Linked DNA regions of Rattus norvegicus: region 2 is linked to region 1. Evidence: chromatin contacts called from public Hi-C data. All regions are on one chromosome and are shown on one strand. Each heading gives the region's core, a stretch centred on a gene start, on an enhancer-like site or on the middle of the called end of the contact. The rest is flanking DNA. Distances are from core to core; before and after follow the strand shown. Region 1 holds the start of Wfs1 (wolframin ER transmembrane glycoprotein). Region 2 holds the start of Mrfap1 (Morf4 family associated protein 1).

Region 1 (7,118 bases), core at 2,329-4,828:
AAGGCCCTGAGTTCGGTCCCCAGCTCTGAAAAAAAGAACCAAAAAAAAAAAAAAAAAAAAAAAAGGAAATGTCAGGGAAGCAGGCTATGGCTGGCTGCCGCGCTCCTAGGTAACTTACTGTGAGCACACTGCAGCCAAAGCAAAACTATACAAGATAAGAAATCTGGCAAGAAGGCCCTGGGTTCGGTCCCCAGCTCCGAAAAAAAAAAAAAAAAAAGAAAGAAAAAAGAAAAAAAAAAAAGAAATCTGGCAAGGCAGGGTGGATGCGGGGGAATTCATTTTTAGGTTCTGGGGTTGAAGGCCAAGCCTAGTTTAGGTCACAGAGCTTGTTAATTTAAAGCAATTTCCTGGAATTATTGGTCACAGAGACACAAGACACAGCCATGACACAAAGGGAAGGCCTTGCCTAGAGCTGGAGTGAACCGGGAAGACGGAGCTGCACCTCAGGGCATACACTAGGGCTTAATGAATGAAGGCTGAGACCTGAGGCACACAGGACACTGGGGACTTCACGGCTGAATGACCTTAGGCAAGTCCCTCCCTAGGGCTGGAAATCCCTGGCTGTGGAAGAAGAGCTTCATCACCCAGCTCTGGCCCCAGCTCCACAGTGGCCAGAGCAGAGGCTTAGAACCCATCTTTGAGTAAGATCCCAAAACACAAAGTGGCCGGCATTCTTTCCCTGTGAACGCCAAGGCATATTTTTATCCCAACTAAACACAAATGCCAGCGTCAAGAAGCTGGGCTGAGGAGTGGCTATCCTCAGAGAGGCCACCCTGGAGAAGGCTGCCTGACTGCGATCTACAAAGGCTAGGGCTATAGGACTACATGGAGCCCTCTATCCCTCTGGACCAACTCCATTCTGTTCTGCAGGGAAAGGTGTCAGTCTCTCGGTCCCTTGGTTACACATCCTGGGAAGTCAAGACAGCCAGCATTTCCAATCCCCCACTGTACTCCTGCAGAGCTGGCACAGAGACGCATCCCCCACAGCAATCCTTTAGTGTCCAAAGAGACCGGCGAAGACACAGCACAGCCTCTAACCACAGTCTTGTATAGAAAGATTCCAAGACAGGAGACAAAACATAATATCATCAAGCAGGATTTTAAAATAGATTTGGTAATCATCCTGGGTCTATTTAGGATTTTAAAAAATTATCTGTAGGAAAAGAAAGAAATGTCCCTCCCCCATGACAATACTTGCTATCTCTGGGCAAGGAACAGAGATGGTTTTATTTTAGCTTTAAAATTTCATTTCCTTAACTCTCTGTAATGAACGTGGAGCATTCGGGGAGCTGAAATGAAGCTTTCTTTTAAACTCCACCAGTGACCAAGTCCCTGGCCTGTGAGGTCTGCTCTGGCCTGGCCTAACCCAGCCCTCTGGCATAGAACTGACCCTCAAGACAAGGTCACGAAGCCCTTGATGGCTCCCAGGTGCCTATTTTTGCCCAGAGTATTAAGTCCAAACCAAGGAACAGTCCAGCTCTCCCAAGGTGACAAGTTCATGGGAACAGAGGGGGAGTGAACAGGGAGGGGCATGGGCTGCCATGGTGGACAGTGAAGATATCATGTCAGGCACCTGCGCTGGGCTGGCTGCGTGGGGCACTGGGCCTCCCTGTCCAGCAGAAGATGCCCCACGGGTAACGTGTAAGCATCTAACTTGGTGGGAAGGTGATATCTAGTTAGACTGTCTGAGATGGAAAAGCCGTGGAAATGGACTGGGCAGACGCATGGTTCTCATTTAACCATGGGAAAAGCCAGGTTATGGACTTTGCCGAGGCCTGGCTGAGCCTTCAGGACAATCAGAAGAGAAAGGAAGATTTTCAACATCAGATAACCCCATTCCCTGGGGGTGGGGGGTTGAGAGATAGGCAGACATCAGCCCCCTGGAGCCAGAGGAATGCCCGGCTAGGAGATCCCATAGGCCGGAGGAATGTAAGAACCATTGAGGGTGATTGGAGCCATGGAAAACCAGAGAGGAGGGTGGGAGCCATCCAGGCAGAGTGAGGAGCCTACAACAGGGGCAGCACTGGGGTAGACAGCACATCGAGAAGGAGGGGAGATTGTAACTGGATTCAGTAAGGGGAACTAAGAAGTGGGAACTTACAAGTGGCTTGGCATGTGGCTGGGGGCTTTAGCCCCCTCCTAATGTAGGAAACATGAGAGAAGGGGTATCTTATAGAGAACAGGGCTCCTACCCATCTCCACCGCATTACCAGCAGGGACGAGAATGTGTGTGGCATCTGTCATATATTTATGTGTTTCTGGGGCCACGATTAAGCTACGTCTCCAATGCGACCAGTCCCAAGCCTTCTGAAGGTGTAAGGGAGGCCGCTGGTACTGGGGCGTTCCATACATTTCCACCTGGGAAGGAAGGTGAGGGGTGTCTCTACCCAATCCTGCCTGTATCTGAGGACGTTCAAGGAACATTCAGGAAGAAACTGGAGCATAAACTCTCTCTTGATTCCTAGTCAGATGAAAAGTACATGAAAGTGTCATCAGTACCAGACAGACAGAGGTTGAACAGGTGAGGGAAGAGGGAAGGTAGCCACTGTGATCCCCATGGGCTTCAAGAACCTAGAACACAGCTCTGAGTGAATGATGGATCCTGGAGAGAGTAAAGTCCCAGCCAACCTCCTGGGGGCTTTGTTCAAGGTGACAGAGGAGGGGCTGCACCTGCTTACCTGCTTGCTGGCGGGGGTGGGGGGTGGGGGGAGCAGAGATTCATTAGCTCTGTCCATTAGGTGTCCCAAATCTACTGAGCCTCTGGTGTCAAATGGAAACTGTAAGTCCTACCCCTGGGAGTAGGGGTCCAAGGGCGCGGTGGAGGGTGGCGGTGGCAGGGAGCTAGTTCCAAGAAACCAAAACACTGCTTTATTGGACTCTCATATAAGATCAACTAACAAAATGCGGTGAAAGGACACGGTTCCATCACACCCAGAAGTGTAGGGTAAGATTTTCCAGAAGGCTTCTAGTCATCTGACCAGAACGTAAGTTCCTCAAGGTGCGGTGCATACCAGAACCGGTGGCCACATCAAGGCCAGCGGGTTCCTAATAGGGTGGATAACTACAGGAGGGTCCCCAGGATTCCTGCTGTCCTGCCTCCTTTACTGAGAACCCGAAGAGGGAGAGAAACAGTCACGCGGCTCCCGGGTGGGCTGAGCCCCCACGCGCCCCAGGGATCAGGTCCTGCATGGCCCTGTGCAGGGTCGGGGGACTTAGGTCTTGATGGGGCAGCTCTGGGGCGTGGGCAGCCTCAGACCCGCTGTACCATCCGCAGCGCGGTGTCGCGGGGAGATTTGCGGGAGTGCCGGGACTCCGGAGCTGAGTGAGAGGCGCTCGGCTTGGACACAACTGGCTCAGTTGGGACAGTAGACACCTCGGGCTCCGTGGAGCAGCGAGAGTCCTGGCTTCCAACTTCTAGCAACTTGGAGTAGACTTGGGGCCCCGCCACCCATCAGGAGAAACTGAGGCCGGGAGAGCGACGCGTCCCAGCGCTCCGTAACCCTTCCCAATGCTGCATGCCCAAGGCCAATGCCAAGGCCATGGCACAACGACCCTGAAAAACTCACCAGCCGCAGTGCTGGGCCTCCCAGCCCGCCGCGAAGTTCCTCCAAAACCGCGGAGATTGCAGCGGCCAGCTGAACAGGCGGAGCGCGCGGCCCTACATTCAGCGCGGCCCTGGGAAGGGGGCGGGGTCTGGGCGGGGCCTCTGCCACCCTCCATTCCTGAAGCGACTCAGAGGGAGGAGTCCCTCTGAGTGGTCGACATGCCTGCCAATCACTATGTGCTCTCGCGAATCAAGGTGCGCCTCGCCTTGCTGTGACTGGCTCTCTCGGGGCGCCAGGAGGACAGATGGCGCCGAGAGGGCGGGTCCAGCCGGCCCACAGTTTAAAGTTTCCAAGCGGACTCGGCCCGGCCCTGCCCCCTTGCTGCCCCGCCTCCAGGACGTCCCTTTCCTGACCAAAGCCCGTGAGCCTGCCTAATAACAGGTGGTTGGACCCAGGAGCAAAACTCGCGCCACCTTTAGCCCGCCTCTGCACCATGAGGCCCCATCTTCAGACTTCAGACCGGCTATTACAATGCTGACTAACGTCGCGCACTTCGTGCCAGGCGTCCTAATTCCGGGGCATCGAGAAACACAGAGGAGGACTCCCCAGTGTAGCAACGAGTACAAAAAAGTGTGGCACAAGTATGTGCACGTGCTACCAAACCCCAAAAGCAAACTATAGCACGCTTTAAAGATTAGCCAGGCGATAATGCAAGGAAAGTCAGGCAGTTGAAAGCCTCCTCCCTCTTTTTCCCCCTCCGGAGTGTCTGAGAGGTGTGGTTTGGAGATGAAAGCTACAGTCCAGTTTCCATGCTCGTTCCTTTCCTGAACCGCACACCTCATTGCACAGAACCTGTTCTCGTGACCTGCAGCAAGAGTTCAGACTGAGACCGCACTGGCTGTTCATCTTTGGGAGCTGCACTCCGCCCACTGAACCAGTACAACCCGTGTAAAGCACGGATTCACCAAATCCTTCGACTCTTGCAGCTGCTCAGGGTCTAATCTTCTCAAGTACCCCAGCTAGGCTCACAGAGAAGGAAGAGTGCCCCAGCAGAGTGATTCTTTAGAAGCAAAGATTTTCAGGTTCACCCCTAAGTTTGGGGTGTCTGTTTTGGGGGGCGGGTGTAGTGGCAAGTTCAAGAAGCAGGAGCACCAGATGGCAGTGGCTTTTTCAGAACTATAGCCTTGGCTTACCAAAACAAGTTGCTGTGAGTTGCTGGAGGAAAAACCTCCCAATATGGAAAAGGAAAAGTGGCCCCTGCCATAGCAATTCACATTTCCATGGTAACCAATTGTCTTAATGCATTTTCTGTTGCTATGACAGAATATCTGGAACTAGGTAATTTGCAAAGGAAAGAAGTTTATTTGGCTCATTGTTCTGGGGGTGGGAGAAGCCAGGATCAGATAGCACGTGGCAAGGGCCTTGTCCTGCATCAACATGTGCAGGGGAACAGAAAGAAGGGTGGGTGGCACCAGAAGAGTAAAAAACCTAAGGCACCACTCTTTGTAACTAATTAGTGCACCCCCTCCAAAAGACTTCAACTCCTTTCACGGCCTAACCACCCATTAAAGTCTTCACCTCCTCCGAACACTTCACAGCTAGAAACAAATGTCAGTGTCTGCTACAGCTAATATAAATGTAGCTTAACTGACACATGAAAGTTATACAGGTGTATGAGGAGCACACACACAAACACAGGCAGAGAGAGAGAGAGAGAGAGAGAGAGAGAGAGAGAGAGAGAGAGAGAGGAGAGATTTAAATCAGGGTAGACACAGCTCAAGCATTCGTCATCTCTGTGAAGTTTTTCTTCTATTTTTGAGATCCCCAGCACACCACCATAAGCACAGGGCCACTTTACTGTGTGACAACCAGAACTTCTCCCTCCTCTGACTCAGTGCCCACCTCCCACCTCTCCCCATCCCACCTCCTGCAAACTACAACTAAGCCACACACCTGTCTCCTCCTCCTTCTGGGAAGCCCTTCCCTCCCAATTATCTCTTGAGCATTTAAAAGTTCTTTAAAAACCAATTTAGTGAGTTTTTTGGGTTTTGGTTCTTGGTTTTTATACTCGGCCCACCTACCCTCCGTCTGGGATGGCTGGGGCTTGGCCCACCCTGCGGAATTAACATCCTGTTCACATTTGCAAGACTTAGCACAGAGAGGCCTGCGCTAGCTGGGCTTTGCCTACTCACTCTTTATGGCCTCTAAGAGCACACGTAGCATGGTCATCCACTCCTTGCTGGCCACCGTCCAGGACAACACAGCAGCCTGGCTCTCAGGAGGCTGCACAAGCTGCCACAACACAGAGGCCAGGATGGGGCAAGCTCATGGGAAGGATAGAACAAATCCTCCTGTGACTAAGGGAAGAGAGGGTTTGATAAAGCTGCCTCTGACTGCTCAGGGGGTCGCAGAATGCAGCACCACACTGGCTTCTCCATGGAGCTGGAAAAAAAAGAACAGAGTCACAGGCAAATCCTAAAACGGACAGTGAGAGAGTGAGAGTGAGAGTGAGGGCAAATTAGCAAACTAGACAATGACTTAAAGAGTGGACACCATACAGCCCATAGGAAAACACAAACTACCAGACACACAGAAAGGAGCTGGGGCTGGAAGGGTGGTTCAGTGGGTAGGAACACTTACTGCATAAACCTGGGATTGAATTCCCAGCACCCAGATAAAAGGTTGGGCGCAGCCACACGTTTGCCAGAAACCATAGCTCTGCTAATGATTGGAGAGGAGAGGATCCCTAGAGGTTGCTAGCCACCATTCTAGCTCCAGGTTCTGTGGGAGACCCTGTCTCAAGAGAATAAGGCAGAAAGTGATAGAATAGGACATCCCACCTTCTCCTTTGGCTTCTGTACCCTCCCCCCCCCACATACTACACACATCACACACACACATACATCAGACACAGCTCATACATCCACACACCCAAAAGAAGATGAGCAGGAGGAGGAGGAAGGGGAGAAGGAAGAGGAGGAAATGATCTAAAAGTCGTCCCAAGAGGAGTACCTTGCTGTATACAGAAGCCCCACTGGGAACTGGAGGGAAAGCGAAGGTGAGAGAAGAGATGGCCAGTGACCCTGGGCTGCAGCCATAATCTGTAACCCGAGGAAACAGACAAAGCCTTGTGGGATTCCAGCAAGGAAGGGTCAGATCTTGAAAGGAGGAAAAAATAAAATCTCAGTGGCACAAAGTTCCTCGAGGACTTTGGTGCAAAATCCGGGCACTCTGATCAAGACAAGGTGCCCTCTCCTGTGGTGACAGGCCTCACCCGTCAGGGACAAGAAAGAAAACATGCAACCTGGCAAGCAGCTATGTTGAGCCAAGTTTTAGAGGGAAATAATCTCGAAGATCCACTCTGACGGTGACATCGCAAACATGGGGAAGACCGTTAGACAGAGCACGGCCAGGAACAGGAAGTGGTGTCCAGCAGTGGCTCTTAGCTCTGATTTGATCTGAGCCAGTCACTTCCTGCTGGGGCTGCCAAGTGGGAAAAACATTTACCACAAGCTCCAAGAAAGGCCATGTTAACCCACAACTAAAAACTACAATCTCCTCTCACAGGAGTCA
Region 2 (6,993 bases), core at 2,057-4,556, 190 kb before region 1:
GGCTTCCAAGCTGGTTTTAGAAGGGGTACGGGGGTGTCAGGCTTCACAGTTTATTGTTGTTTCTGTTTTTTTCCCAAAAGCTATGTGCACTCTTATCTAGCACCAGGGGAATCCAGAGTGAGGCCAGCCTGGGCTATACAATGGAAACCTGTCTAAAAACTAGATGAAGGTTGGGAGGAACCATATGTTAAAATATATGTACTGTTGGTAAGGTCAGATAATTAAATTGCTGTTAAATGCTTACGAAAGGAGAGCACTTCTATCTTGAATTGTGTCACAAGTGTTTGATTTTTTTTATGCATGTTTGCCTGCTTGCGTGTGCGCCATGCATGTGCCAATGTCTTGGACGTTCAAAAGGGTGTTGAATCCCCTAAATTGAGGGTTAGACAGTTGCGAGTTGCCATGTGGGTATTGGGGACTGAACTTGGGTCCTCTGCAAGAGGGGCAAGTGCTAACTGCTGAACCATCTCTCTTGCTGTTTAAAATTTAAACATATGTATGTATAGATAGGGCACAGGTCACAGTGGGCAAGTTAAGGTCAGAGGACCACTTTCAAGGCTCAGTGCCTGACTTCTACCATGTGGGTCCCTGAGATCACAAATCAGTTCCTTATGACTGGCAGGAGGCTCGCCTTTACCCACCGAGCCATCTGTGGCCCTGGCTATCCACTTTAGAACCAGCGACCCAATGCAATGTGCTACACTGGACAGTAAAGGGTTATTGGAAAGCAAAATCCATATAAAGTCTACAGCTATGTGCCAAACATGGCCCTTTGCTGGTTACCTCCTGAGTCCCATTCCTGCTGGACCCCACTACTAGAACTCACACCACAGTGCTTGGTCTCACTTCCCTGTGCATGGCCCACCCCGTTCTTTCTGACTTCTGAAGTTGTGCTTATCCAAGGCCAAGCTTATCGAAACAGCGCTCTGGAAAACCCTCCTACACCTGCTTGTCATGATCGAAGGCAAGTGCGTCTGTTAAGAGATCAGAAGTTACTCCAGGAAGCAGCACTAAGACCATACAGGTGAAGTTCAATGATCACCCCTGGGAAGGAACACACTGAGCAGTCAGAAGTTAGGCTGGGCCTCAGTTCCCTCAACAGACACAAGAATGCAAAGATGTTTGGGATGTCCTTAAAAGGGAGGGCCTTGGACTTGGGCCACCCAGGAAAGAGATGGGCCAAAGCCATTGTTTGGTAGGGGTATTTCCTATAGAGGGTCAATCCCAGCAGCTGGGGACCCAGCCCTTCTAGTCTGAAGGGAGTCGATACATTGTGGCTGCTGCCTGCTACGGTGTATCAACACTACTGTCTCCATGCAAGACAGCTAAAGAGCAGGAGTCAAGCTAAAGGACTGGTCTCAGAGGCTAAGACTACGTACTTCCTACTAGGAATGGAGAATCTCCTATCCTACAGTAGCCAGAGCCAGAAGTTCCCTTCTGCTCACCCAGAGCTCCCAAAGCTAGAGGACGTTCATGCAAACTAAGCACAGGCCGCTGAATGAAGACTTAATAACTCTCTGGGCTTATCTTTTCAAGCAAACGATACTTTTATTAACATGTAAGATTTTGTTTTCAACATGGTAAGGGTTTTGACCTCAAATGCTTATCAGGTCTGCCACACATTTATAGCTTGACTACATATGAACCTTGAAGACGCCTCTTCCTTGAAGTTTTGGGTCCATTGCAGGTTTTCCTTCTCAGTACACAAAGGGTATTGCAAGGATCTTTCATTTTACGCCCAGGATCTCCTCAAATATATGGGGATACCAACTTGTACAGACGAACAAGACCTCATCTCCCATACCGGGTTCCGTTTCATTTAAAAATGAGTTAGGCTGTCCCAACAAACTCATCAGGCAGGTTATAATAGATAGTGTAGCACATAAAATTTAAAATTTGCACAAAATACATCTCTCCTCCTTTGGTCTCACACAGAAATTAAAGTCCCCCCATAGAAACAATACAATCCTCCGACCCTTCTCCCAGGTCATCAGTCCTAGCCGTGTAAGGCCCATCCACAGTCCCAGATGAAGTCTGGGCCCTTCTTCTGCCATTGCTGCATGGAGTCCTCTTCTAGAATTAACGCAGCTTCTTCAGAACTTTCAGAGGCGGTGAGCTCCAACTCCAAGTCTCAAGTGTCACAGGGACCCAAAGTTCAGGGAGCTATCAGGTCACCCAAGAAAGAGCAAAGCACCTCAAAATTCAGGAACAACAACCAAAGCCCAGGAATGAACGTTATTCAACTGCCACAGGGCTTACAATCTAGGCCCTAATTCCCGTATGTGAGCGCATTTTCCAAATCAAAGTTATTTTCCCCAAACAAACAAAAAAAAAGGAACCACTGAATAATCAAAAACTCATATCGAGGTCGTCAACCGCAGACCATAGCAGAAACGTAGTGTCAGTGAGAACAGAGTGAAGACAGAGGGGAAAAGAAAAAAAAATAAAGAAAGAAAAAAGGAAAACAAAGGCTCTCTGGTTTCAGCTTCTCCAGGGTGTCATGTCAGCCAATCGCCATCACTCAACCAGAATCCATTGGCTGGAAACCTAAAGCACGGGCGGGAGAGATGCATCACCGAAAGGTTAATCACGCAGGACAGTAGAGCAAACACCCGGACCCTCCTGGAGATTGCCTTGCTCAGGGCCTCATGCTTTCCAGCACAATCTGGAATCTTCCAGGGTCTCCCCACCGACAATTTGCTATACACCTTCCCCAGAGGGGCCTAGTTTACTCCGGGGCGACAAGCCAGCCTCCTCCCCTCAGTCGCCCACGCCCCACCAGGCTCCCGCCCTTACCGCGGACGGCTCACGAAGACTCGCTCTTCTCTATCCGCCGCACGAGCTGCACCAGCATCTCGGCCATCTTCGCCATCTCCTGCGCCTTCTCGTCGGCCTTCTCCGCCCTGGGGCCGCGGGGCTCGGCGCCGCCCGCGCCCTGCAGGTGGTTGAGAGCGCTCTCCTCAGAGGCCTCTACCTGCGTCTTGATCTGGATCAGCATATTGTCCATCTCCCACAGCTTGCCCCGGTTGCGCACGGGCGCGCGTCCGCGCTCGCGCGTCAGCGACGCGATGTCCTCGCGCATCTCGTGGATGACGGGCAGCAGAAACTGCTCGAAGTCCTCCTCCGGCTCCAGCACCTCCACCTCCTCGGGCTCCGCCAGCTCCACTGCGTCCAGGGGCCGCATCTCCGCTGCTTTGCTTGTCTGCACGACACTCAGTGACCGAGCTCGGGCCGAGTCTTCAAAACTTCCGCCGCTGTTCCAACTTTCTGCCTCGGAGAAGCCACGGAGACGAGCGGCTGCGAAGCAGACGAGCGGCGAACAAAATGGAGTCCCAACCGTCAACCAGAGCTCTGCGCCTTGCGACCACTTTCACGACACAGCCGCGCCCCTCTTTACGGCCGCGGTGCGAGGTGCGGGCGCGCGCACGTCCATGAAGGGGCGGAGCAAGCGCCTCCGCGGCCGCGCGCAAACATCAGCTCGTCACACCTCTAAAGCTCTTGGTGATGCACTCTTCTCTGAATGATGCCAAGTTCACTCCTCATTGTTTCTTATTCTGATTTTATTTATTTACCTTTTGAAACAGGACCTCACGTTGTAGCAAGGCTGTCCTGGAACTCAATTATTTGGCTTAAACTGATCTTGAACTCTGAGCAATCTTCTTGCCGTACCTTCCCATGTCTGACAAATTTACTTTTAAAAAAAAAAGAAAGGAAGGAAGAAACGTAAAAGAACGAGCCTGCTTGCAATCCCAGCACCTGGGACGCAGAGGCCGGCAGATTGTTGAGTTTGAGGCCATTTTAGTGTACATAGTGAAATCCAGTAGTGAGACCCTGTTTCAAAACAAAACAAAATTAACAAGCAAACAATAACAAAAAACAGCTTTCCAAAACTGGGAAGGAGGAAAATTGGAAATCCACAGTGTGGACAGTCATACTGCTCATAGCTCCGCCTCTTGATTAATTTAAGTGTAATTATCTTATCTTGATTGATGAGTGCCTGGGTGTTTTTTACCAGACAGAGCTCCTGGCTTCCTGAGGTGAAACTATTGTCTGATGCGTTCTGAGGTCCCAGCTGACCCAAAGTTCAGTTGGTGATCACCTGATGTGGAAAGGACAGAAGTTGTCGTAGTCAAACAATTACTCAACACTGAACTTTAAGGGAAGATGCCGAATTCTTAGTCTCTTGATCAGACAGCACTTTCTCAAGAATATGAACCATGTATCTCGCTGGTTTTCCAACCAGGAGTCATGAAACCACTTTGCAAATACCAACCATAGGCATATTTAAAATGCATATCTTTAACTGGACTCTTCACACTCAGTGGCTTTTTTCAATTTATTTATTTATTTATTTATTTATTTATTTATTTATTCTACATAAGTAAATACATTGTAGCTGTCTTCAGACACACCAGAAGAGGGCATCTGATCCCATTACAGATGGTTGTGAGCCACCATGTGGTTGCTGGGAATTGAACTCAGGACTTCTGAAAGTAGTCAGTGCTCTTAACCACTGAGTCATCTCTCCAGCCCATATGTTCCGTGGCTTTTAATTTAAAAAAAAAAAATCCAGCCTTTAGGTTTTCTTGACAGCATGGAAGCTATTGCAATTAAGAACATGAATGAGAGTAAATGGTTCAGAGGACAGTGAGGTTCTGTTGCACGCTGCATTAGGATAGTTAGATTGCAGAACCCTGACCCAGGGAAAGGCTAGAAAGCATCGATCCCAGGAAACCCTTTTCCTCTCCCTCTCCCTCTCCCACTCTCCCTCTCCTTCCCCCTCTTTACCTCTCTTCTCCCCTTAATCAGTGGGAATGTGATCTCTAGAACCAAGACAGCTTCTACTGTTCAACACAGCAAATTAATTGAACCCCTAAATCCACACAAAACCCTGCGCATGGATTATACACGTCAATGATTCACTCTGAGTTATCAATAACGTATCAGCATCACATGAAGGAAAGAAACAGAAGCATTTCCCCTTGGAGTTGTTTTAACTAGGAGTGAGTCCAGATTCGAATTGTCCTCTTCATGCTCCCTGCGTTGTCTGTCCTCTGCCTGTCTGTTGAGTGAGTCTAAATTTGTGCCTGCCTAAAGGCTACCTTGGGATTCGTTTTTCTCTGTGTCTGTGTCTGTCTGTGGGCGCTCTGTGTCTGTCTGTGCGTTGTCTCTTCTGTGAGGGGTGTGTCTGCCCCTAACAGAGGGTGTTGCTCTATCTTTACTGAGGGACTTTGAGAGCATCACATGGGGAAAGTATGGGACACTTTGTAGAAATCGTTGAGAAGGGATTAAGTCACTGGCACCAACTGATCCCACGGACCCACATCACCAACATCATTATTTTCAAACAATAACCATAAACAGTTGCTTTCAAACTTCATGGTAGATTTTAGGACGTTGCTTTCAATTTCCGTATTTGCTGTTTTGTCTGGGTCAGGGGCATGGAAGAGTATATAATTTAAGGTTATCTATGTATTAGCTTAGGTTGTAAAAGTTGATTACATTGAAAGCTCAGGGCAAGTGAGGTTCATTGTTACATTGTTCCCTTAAAGGGAAGTTATACCAACAGTTTGAGTACACAGTAGGCTAGCAGTCTTAAGTGACCCCAAGGTATATTATTAACTTTGGCTGTTGAGCAAATGTTTCAGTCTCTTAGAATGTGAGATATTTGCATTGCCACAGTCAGGTACATAATGTTTACAGCTCCTTTGTTTGTTACTGCCCAAAGTTCGAAGCAAACGGTCTTCTGTAGGTGAATGAATGATGGAATATTATTCAGCACTAAAAGGAGTAAGCAACCGAAAAATGAAAAGACTCACTGGGTCTTAACTGCTACTAAACAGAGGAAACCTCTTGTACATCAATCACATGGTTTTAACTACTTGACCTTCCAGAAAGGACAGAATGGGGATACAGAAAGATGGGTGTATTTTCAGGAGAGAGGGAGAGAGAGAGAGTATGGAGGCTAGTAGTGACCCTGCTCTGAGAGACAGTAATGGTGCCTGAATGGCAGAACACATTTGTCCGAGCCCACAGTTTCCAACACTAAGTGTGCACTATAACAGAAGCAGAGACTTTACCGATAGCACTGCACGCTGTAGGCTCATTGAGTGTAACAATGATCCAGGGGTGTAGGTTGTTGGTAGGGAATGTCTGGCATGTGTGGGAACTCTGCACTTTCTGCTCCACTTTTTTGGGGAACCTGAAAGCTCTGTGAAAAAATGGTGTGAAAGGGGATGGGACAGACTGGGAAGCTGGCTGGGAGGTCATGCACTTGCTGTGCAAATGCAAAGACCCAAAGGGGGTAGTGACTCATGACTATAAACCTAGCACATTGAGTGTGTGTGTGTGTATGTGTGTGTATGTGTGTGTGTGTGTGTGTGTGTGTGTGTGTGTGTGTATGCGCACACGCATGTAGGGGTAGGGAAATGGAGGGAGGTGGTAGAGGCAGGTGGATGGCTGAGGTTTGCTGGCCACCAACTCTGCACCAGGTCCAGGAGAGATCCTGTTTCAAAGGAATAACTTGGAGAAAGACAGAAGCTAGAGCAGCCCATCTGGGGTCTTCTTCTGGCCTCTTCACGTACTCACAGATGTGTTTGCCCCTTTCACTTGGGAATACACAACACGTGACTATACAAACAGACAAAATAAAATTAATAGAAACTAAAAAACAGAACGCCTTTAAACCCAGAACTCAAGAGGCAGAAGCAGGCAGGTCTCTGTGAGTTCAGGGCCAGCCTGGTGTACATGGTGAGTTCCAGAACAGCCAGGGTGACATAGATGAAAGATGTTGAGGGAGCAGTTTCACAACCAGGTTGATCCTGGCAGCCTCAGGCCATGACAGCTGCTACTGAGAAATAAACATGGCGCAAGATGTTCAGCTGCCCCACAGCAGGAAACGACTTACTGAGGTGGAGCCTCGTTTCCCCAAGCTGGAGATTGAAGAACAGTTTGTCCTAGAGGTGGCAAGGCAGGCCACCTGGGGAAGAACTG

What was found. A called contact is a pair of places that touch in the nucleus more often than the background predicts.
Region 2: a Hi-C map of liver shows a contact between it and region 1, with 4 times the contacts expected there. The contact joins the promoter of Mrfap1 here to the promoter of Wfs1 in region 1.

What each region holds. Positions count from the first base shown.
Region 1 is chr14:78,031,665-78,038,782 of GRCr8, reverse strand. It overlaps Wfs1 (wolframin ER transmembrane glycoprotein), which reads right to left and starts at 3,578. Exons shown (of 8, transcript NM_031823.1): 1 at 3,567-3,578.
Region 2 is chr14:78,223,538-78,230,530 of GRCr8, reverse strand. It overlaps Mrfap1 (Morf4 family associated protein 1), which reads right to left and starts at 3,306. Exons shown (of 2, transcript NM_001009264.2): 1 at 2,797-3,306; 2 at 1,529-2,547. The coding sequence starts at 3,184. The coding sequence ends at 2,807.